Regions from separate parts of the Zea mays genome. Here region 2 is linked to region 1. Evidence: chromatin contacts called from public Hi-C data. All regions are on one chromosome and are shown on one strand. Each heading gives the region's core, a stretch centred on a gene start, on an enhancer-like site or on the middle of the called end of the contact. The rest is flanking DNA. Distances are from core to core; before and after follow the strand shown. Region 1 holds the start of LOC100857099 (guanine-nucleotide-exchange protein). Region 2 holds the start of LOC103633646 (long chain base biosynthesis protein 1a-like).

The links. Hi-C and Micro-C count contacts between places; a contact is called where the count stands out from the background.
Region 2: a contact with region 1 is called in a Hi-C map of leaf, with 6 times the contacts expected there. The contact joins the promoter of LOC103633646 here to the promoter of LOC100857099 in region 1. A contact is called at or near these places in 10 of 25 Hi-C or Micro-C datasets (bundle sheath, ear, leaf and 3 more).

Annotation. Positions count from the first base shown.
Region 1 is chr1:34,594,784-34,598,551 of Zm-B73-REFERENCE-NAM-5.0, forward strand. It overlaps LOC100857099 (guanine-nucleotide-exchange protein), which reads left to right and starts at 1,828. Exons shown (of 11, transcript NM_001254773.1): 1 at 1,828-3,095. The coding sequence starts at 1,828. It overlaps LOC103633613 (synaptotagmin-5), which reads right to left and starts at 1,355. Exons shown (of 11, transcript XM_008655335.4): 1 at 957-1,355; 2 at 650-751; 3 at 287-337; 4 at 20-140. The coding sequence starts at 1,061.
Region 2 is chr1:34,760,272-34,764,436 of Zm-B73-REFERENCE-NAM-5.0, forward strand. LOC103633646 (long chain base biosynthesis protein 1a-like) reads right to left here and starts at 1,304. Exons shown (of 13, transcript NM_001346710.1): 1 at 1,107-1,304; 2 at 653-805; 3 at 477-571; 4 at 258-349. The coding sequence starts at 764.

The DNA.
Region 1 (3,768 bases), core at 578-3,077:
ACCATTTTGTCTTGGCAACCTTCTATTTTCGGTGGAACAGTCCCAAGGGAGAGCCTGCTGAACTTCAGCGAGGATATCCCTGGTGGTCGATAATCATCGAGTATCGGTTCGACAGAATCCCTGATGACCATGGTTGCTGCCTGCAATTAGATGCAACTGCGAATAAGGACGGTTGTTGGCATCAAAACGGTAGATCTGTATGTTTCTTAAAATGTAAGTAACTTCGTCCTAAACTGTTTGCCCGCATAATGAAGTTTTCTGAAGAAACCAAAGCTATCAATCTTACCGCTTCCACGAAGGGCCAAAGCTTGCTCAACTGTTTGTTGAGCCATTTGACCTGAAAGGAGAACCAAAAAAAATATATAACAAGGGAAACATGCAAGCAACAGATCAAGGGGGCATGTATACTGTAGGAGAAGCAACAGCAAGATATGGAATAGGTGGATGTGTCATTTCCCAGGTTTTATGCATCGAAGAGTTATGAAGTTCATAGATATGGGCTGCAAAAAGTTTTCTCTCTGCGGAAGTTTTTGTCTAGCAATTACAACAATAAAAATTCAGATAACTTATGCGATAGTCAATAGCTTGATATCACGGGACATTTTACGGTTCCATGATTATATCTACACCAAGGCAGGTAGCATTTCACCTGTTCGTATTCTGGAAATGATATCCACTGGGGAAGACTTTCTCCACATATTTTCTTCACGTCTTCACGGTTGAGAGATCCCAACGAACTGATAACCGCAGCCTGTTTCAAAACATGCCATTATGTTGAAATTTATCCCAATCAATAATGCACAAATTCAATCAAAGGCATACAGCACACTTTTAACAACCGATCTGTATTTAACAACACCCAAAGGCAGAAAAATCAAGACCAGATAACCGAAGGATGAAGATCGAAACTTTTTATGATCGCATACATCGAATCGGAATGATGTAGCGGCACCTACCTTGTTGCTGCGTTTGGCGGCGCGGCGAGCCATGGCGCGTGCCCAGCCTGCGATCAGGGCGACGCCGACGATCATCCCCATTACGACTCCCGATATGAATCCCATTTCTTCTGTCTTTTTTTTCTCAACGAGCCGAGAAAGAGAGGAAACCACGGAGGAAGACAAAAATTTCAAGTACAAGATTATCTATTACGTACGGAAATTCTTGGATCAAATCGTAGACGATTGTCTCTCCAAATTGTTTATTACTTCTAACACTGCATTTGGGACCAATTTTTTCGCGTGCTACTAGTAATAATAAAGAGAGGGGAGAGACGAGAGAGAGAGAGGGTAATGTGCGAATGGTGAGAAGGTTGTCACGGCGAATTTTGCATGGCTGGATCTCTGCGATCAGTGTGCTTGACGAGCCTTTGGTTCCACACAGGCCCGATACTTACATGGACCAGGCCCATATAGCGAAACTAAACTTGAAGAATGAAGACTCTTAATATAATCATCATAAAAAATATTAATCAATAGGTAAAAAATTCTAAATTACACTCTAAATTTAGCCTATGTCCAGACTCCAGACCACCATTTGATCTAGGCCCCATTTGCGTAAAATACATACGGAGAGTAACAAGCCCGATTCCGATCCTTTCCTACTGCAATATACAAATGCGAAGTACACCAGGTCACCAGCTAGCTCGGCGTCCAACCATCTTTCTCCCTCCCCTCCCCTCCCCTCCCCTGAGTCCCCTCCCCTCCCATCTCTATCCACGACAACCGACGCCCCACTCCCCGATCCAAACCACCTCAAACCCCCGCCCCGCCCAGATCCAGATCCACGCGGCGCGGCGCGACCGCGGCTACCGGATCCCGCCGCGGAATAATGGCCTCCGCGGTTGCGGCGCCGCCGCCAACCCCGCCGGAGTCCGACCCGCGCCTCGTCGAGATCTTCTCCCCCTTCCTCGAGAAGCTCATAAAAAATGCCTCGTGGCGCAACAAGGCGCACTCCAAGCTCTCGCACACCGCCAAGTCCATCCTCGACCGCCTCCAGAAGCCCCCGCCGCCGCCCGCAGCCGAGGCGCAGGCGCCGTCCACGCCGACCTCCTCCCCCTCGACGCCGACCTCCTCTTCCGCACAGCCTGGTCCGTTGCGCAGCCTGTCGCTCGCGGACTCGGAGCTGCTCCTCGCCCCTGTGATCTCGGCACTCGGCTCGGGCAGCGCCAAGCTCGCCGAGGCCGCGCTGGAGCTCCTTCACAGGCTGATCGCACACTCCTACATCCATGGCGAGGCCGACCCATCTGCTGATCCCTCAGCACAGCTCGTCGCCTCACTCCTGGACGCCGCCTGCAATGCGCTTGGCCTTGATGACGAGCACATTGAGCTCCTCCTCCTCAAGACACTCCTCTCGGCGGTCACCTCTACGTCTGTACGCCTCCACGGCGATTGCCTTCTACGTGCCGTGCGCGCATGTTATGATATGTACCTCGGGAGCCGTAGTGCCGTCAATCAAGCCACTGCCAAGGCTTCGCTTGTGCAGATGCTGGTGATTGTGTTCCGCCGAATGGAAGCTGACTCCTCGACCGTGCCTGTACAACCCATAGTCGTGGCTGATGTGATTGAGCTACCTGATGCAATTTCGGGCTCCTCGCCCACTGCTGACCCCAACGTTGTACAGGGATTCATTTCGAAGATCATTGGTGACTTCGATGGTGCACTCACACCTCTGGCTCGGACAACTTCATCAGCAGGGGCAGGACCCACCGTTGCCCATGATGGTGCATTTGAGACAACGGCAGCGGCAGAGGAAGGGGCAAACCCAGCGGATTTGCTTGATTCAACAGATAAGGACATGCTTGATGCCAAGTACTGGGAGATCAGCATGTACAAAACAGCTATTGAGGGTCGTAAAGATGAGCTTGGTGTCGAGGGGGCAGTGGTTGGCACCTTGGACGATGATGCTGATGTGAGAATTGGGAACAAGTTACGGAGGGATGCTTTCTTAGTTTTCCGGGCTTTGTGTAAGCTTTCCATGAAGACACCACCCAAGGATGCACCAGCAGATCCCATAGTAATGCGGGGAAAGATCCTTGCTCTTGAGCTTCTCAAGATCTTGCTTGAAAATGCTGGGGCTGTGTTCCGGACCAGTGAGAGGTAACATAAGCACTTACTGAAACTTTTGACAAACAAGTTTAATGCTCTTCTGAATTTGTGTAAATGTTGTACCAGTATTGAACAATAATTCGTGTGTCGCTTTATTGCATGAAAACTGAAAAGGTGGCACAAAAGGTTTAGGCACTGAATTGGTATGGTGATAGTGTTTCGATGTATGCCTATGTCAACAAATTTAGAAAAAAATACTTGAATTCCTAATTGCATCTGGCAGGGATTGAACTGATGTCACACTGCTCATTGTTTAGACGTTGAAATGAAATAGAAACCTAATGAACTTTCTTTGATGTCCTGGAAAAAAGGAACTTGGAGAGTTATTCTCTAAAGACGCTATTGATTTTTAATTTTCATGCACTTTGTTGTATACTTGTATTATTTGGTTAATTGGATTCATGCTCCATCTGGCTTTGTTTGTACTGCAAGAACTACCATTGGCAATTGAATGAAACTACTTGACTGGAAAGTGATCAATGGCTAGAAGAATATAGCTGGAATTGGCAGTAGGGAACATGTTTTAGCTTACAATACACAAATGTGCAAGTATTTCTTCTATTGGGTGGACTAGGTATTGTCAGAACAGAAATGATAAAATTACAATGCATTCATGTGGATAGTAATAGGTAGTTAGCTTTTCAGCAACAAAGTCTACATTCAT
Region 2 (4,165 bases), core at 54-2,553, 160 kb after region 1:
GTTAAGTGAAACTAGTATAAGAACTGAACTAACGCTCCCACAACTTGAAGAGTGAGATCGCCCAGTTAATCCATAGATATGAAATGATAATGTAGGGTTACTCATGCAACAACAACCACAGCATACCCTATTTAATTGTGAATTTACTTTAAGCAAAAATTCCTTAGGCTGCTAAATTTCCAACACCAATGGGTCAACTACTGATTTGAACTAACAATCTGGTACAACTCCATTGAAAACCAAGCTATAGTGCAAACCTTTCCAACATTGGAGTATCAATTCGAGCCCCCTCCTTGACTGGAGGGCATAGCGGCTCTGGCTCCCACTCATCACATAGCTCATCAATCTCCTGCAGAGACAAAATGCTGGCATTCAGTGACATGCTTCATGAACAGGCGACGAGAACAATACTTTACAGTATTAAGAATTGTCTGGTTCTAGTAGTTACGAACGATAAGAACACATGACGTCCTGACCTTTTCAGTAAGTGGTTTCTTTGGTGGTTTGTAGCTCTTCCTGGAGAGCTGAAACACGATGACTGCAATAAGAAGCCCTTCCACGACCAAGTGCCCTGGAAAATCCCGTCGCGACTGAATGTGAGACACTAAGCCGCCGACCCGTCTTATGAATCCATGAGGAAAGAGGGATTTACCATCGATATGGACCCCGAAGACGACTGCACGGGCAAGTGGGGCATTGAACGCAGCCGAGACACGGGCGAGCACCGCCGCTGTGGCATTCACAACGGGCAATGCCATGTCCATGTCCCCAGGAGCTTCCCTCAGGAACCGTTAGCGCCCAGAATCTGCCAACCAAGCAGTTTCCATCAGTCAGATCGATCGCCGAACCAGGCGCGGCGGGCTTAACGTGGAGGAACTCGTGGGTTCAGCTAAACCCCTCTCGAATTATCGGGAAACAAACAGGCCACTATCTATTGCTCCCCTGCACACAGGACACAGGCACACAGCAAGGGAATCCGTAACGAATTGGACGGCCTGGAGAGACCCCCATCCCAGCGACAGAGACTCTGGTTTGATTGGCAGCACTGGTAAGATCCAGCAGGAGAACACCAAAGGCTCATCCAAGCAAAGCTAGGGCTTCCTTACCGAGAAAAGGAAGGAATCGATCCCAGGTCCGGTCGGATCTCCGCTCTGCGCTGTCGGGAAGAGGAGGACAAACAGCTACAATTCTTCCGATGTGACGCCTTCGCTTCAGTGGTAGTAGAGGTAAGCTTTCGCCGGAGATGGGTCGACGAATGGACCCCGGAGCCAGGCGGGACGCGGGAGTATGCACCAATGAGTCTGGTTCGAGTAGCGGAGCGATGGATTCGAGGCGGTGGTCAGTGTAGTCACGACGGGGCTGTTAATATACGAGGGGCGGGGAGGGAGACGAGACGACGACGCGGTGGACAAAGAGGGAGAGAGGAGACCGATGGGCGATGGGTTTGATTGGGCTGGCTCCCGGGCGGCGGTCGTCTTCGGCTGGCGCTGGCTGGGCTCGGCGTCTGTCTGGCCTTGCGGCTGCGACGATCGTCCCTTTCGTTTCGTTCGACTGGGAGTCCGGGCCAGCCAGCGTTGATCCAATGATGATCCGTGTGGTCAATCCTGGCTGATGATATTTTTCTGTTACGACTCCGGTGGTCCACTCTCTATATCTTGTGTTGGGATTTACTTATAAACTTTTATAATCAGTGGTTAGTTAACCGCCTGCGACTTGGCTGATGGCAGCTCATGACTGACTTCAGTTCAGAGGTAGAACTACTCCTTGTAGCAGGGTCGCAGCCTCGACGGACAGGACTTGGTGTCGTCCTAAATTCTAGATTGAGATCTTTAAATCTTTTATTAGAGCGTAAGAAAAAATCTTCATCCGTCTCAAAATAAAATTCGTTTCGAATATTTAGTGAACTCATATAATAATTAACATATATGTTATATATATATATATAGATTTAGTATCATATATTTAAATATAGACATAAAAACTAAATGCTAAAGTGAATACTAATTTAGAACGGATAAATTATTTCTCTGTTTCTTTACTTTGACAACGTAAACACCAAAACAGGCAAGAGACAATAATAAATAATTTGTTATCTTATTATTTATTATAAAGCATACATCTTTATTATATAAAAAATAGAGTCACTTAAGGATATGTTCGGTGTTAGCCCACATAATATTTTATAGATTTTCTTAGCACTCTGTGTTAGGTAAATATTATGATTAACTCATGCCTCGAGTAGCGAGGGATAACATTCAGGGTCTTCTCCCTCTGAAGTTTGTAGGTCTCTCAAATATTTCATCTCTATACTTTGAACATATTTTTTTAATATGGTTACGAGTAAGGATTTTAAATCAGTTAAATTGTCATAAAATTTGACTTGCATGATTTTTACCTCACCTTATTCTAAAGTTCGTAAGGATAGAGAAATTTAGGAGAAATATGTTTAAACATATTAGTCTTAATATAACTCGTTTCTATTTGTGGAGCACATCTCCTATTATCTTCAGAGATAATTATGAAGGTGTTTGCGACATCAAAACCACACGATATCTGGATGTGATTAGTCATTTGTTGTAACCAAGAATATACCCTATCCTATTTGTCAGTACCTTAAATATAGGGTACCCAATTTTGATGGATCAAGGCGAGGACCCCTATGGCTGCCCATAGCCACAAATCTATGGCTGGCCAGCCCGACTCAGGATTGAGGCCCGTCATATGTGGTTTCGGACCAGCTGGGCTCGTTACTTGGGCTGAACCGGTATCACCACAAGTCCCATAGAAGGGAGTAATCAGCAACTTCGGTCGTAGGTCTGAGTTCCCACGAACGGGATCCAGACCTTCACATGGGCCCACCGGATCCCCGGGAAGGGGGTCCGGAGCAGCTCCATGCCCCTGGAGTAAAAGCACTCTCATGACTACAAGATCGGTTCCGGACAGGACCCCACATGTGTCATCTGAACCTCAAACCAGATGAGATTCGGTGCCGCCATGTGTCCAGGCCATTACGGTTGGGGCCCGAACCCCCTCATCCATGTTCCGGGCCCCCAATCACTGGAGGTCCGGGGGTGCCACGACACCACACATTCCTAGGAGCATGCCCAGGCAGAGGTCCGGTGCCGACACGTGGCCGGAGACGCCTGACGTAAGCCTCTGACATGGGGTCGCCAGCATTAAGTGCGAACAGGACGCGCGCTTGCCTGCGCTAGTGGCAGGTGGCGTGCGCCCCGGATTAAATACATGCGCGAAATCCGCAAGGTCTGGGCTACGCCAGTAACCCGCGTGTTACCGAGACAGGACGATTGACTCAATACGTTGCATGGGCACCCCTCATTATAACTCCTACTGTTCCCCACACGTTACCTAGGCAGGGTGGAACAGGTGGAGGGGATAGGACGACTGCCCATACACCGTTACACACAGTGGTGTATCAGGTTACGCCACAGCCTACACCATAACCTTCATCCACACGATAGCAAGGCAAAACAACGACAAGTCTGCCTGTTGGGGACTTGTTCTCAAATGCTATGAATTAAGAACAAGGCAACATAAAATGTTAAATATCAATGCCCTTCGTCCGCTGAAGCATTATTTCCCAGGGATGTACTCCGGACGAAGGTTATAATGGTAGAGCTACGAAGGTTAAACCTTCATAATTGAACTCACAAAGGTAATATGAAATAACGTAAGGCATAAAGCATTAAAGACAAATAAATTGGAAATAAATAACATCATTCATATACTATATAGATTTAAGATGTTCAAACATAATATTTAGACACATTTATACCTCTGCCTTGACAAAGGATAATTTCCGAGTGATGCGATTACAATTGTAGGAATCCGTGAACAGTAAAGGAATATTGTTTACTATTTATAGGCACAGGACACAACCCGTGAGGAATTACAATCGTACCCCTCATAAAAGTTTACAATAATGACTCGGACTCTTATGGATTAAAAGGTCATTCTATCTTTACGTCGGTTTGTAATTCCGAAGCTTCACGAAATGGCACCTTCGGCATCACGTACGAACGGCTTCAGCCGAAGCTGTTTCTTTCTGCAGGACCTTCGGCGACGAAGCATGGTCCCAATAGTAGCCCTTCGCGGTGCTAGATCGTTTTTCGTAACGAGCTTGATCCGTGAAAAAAGTCTCTTAGGC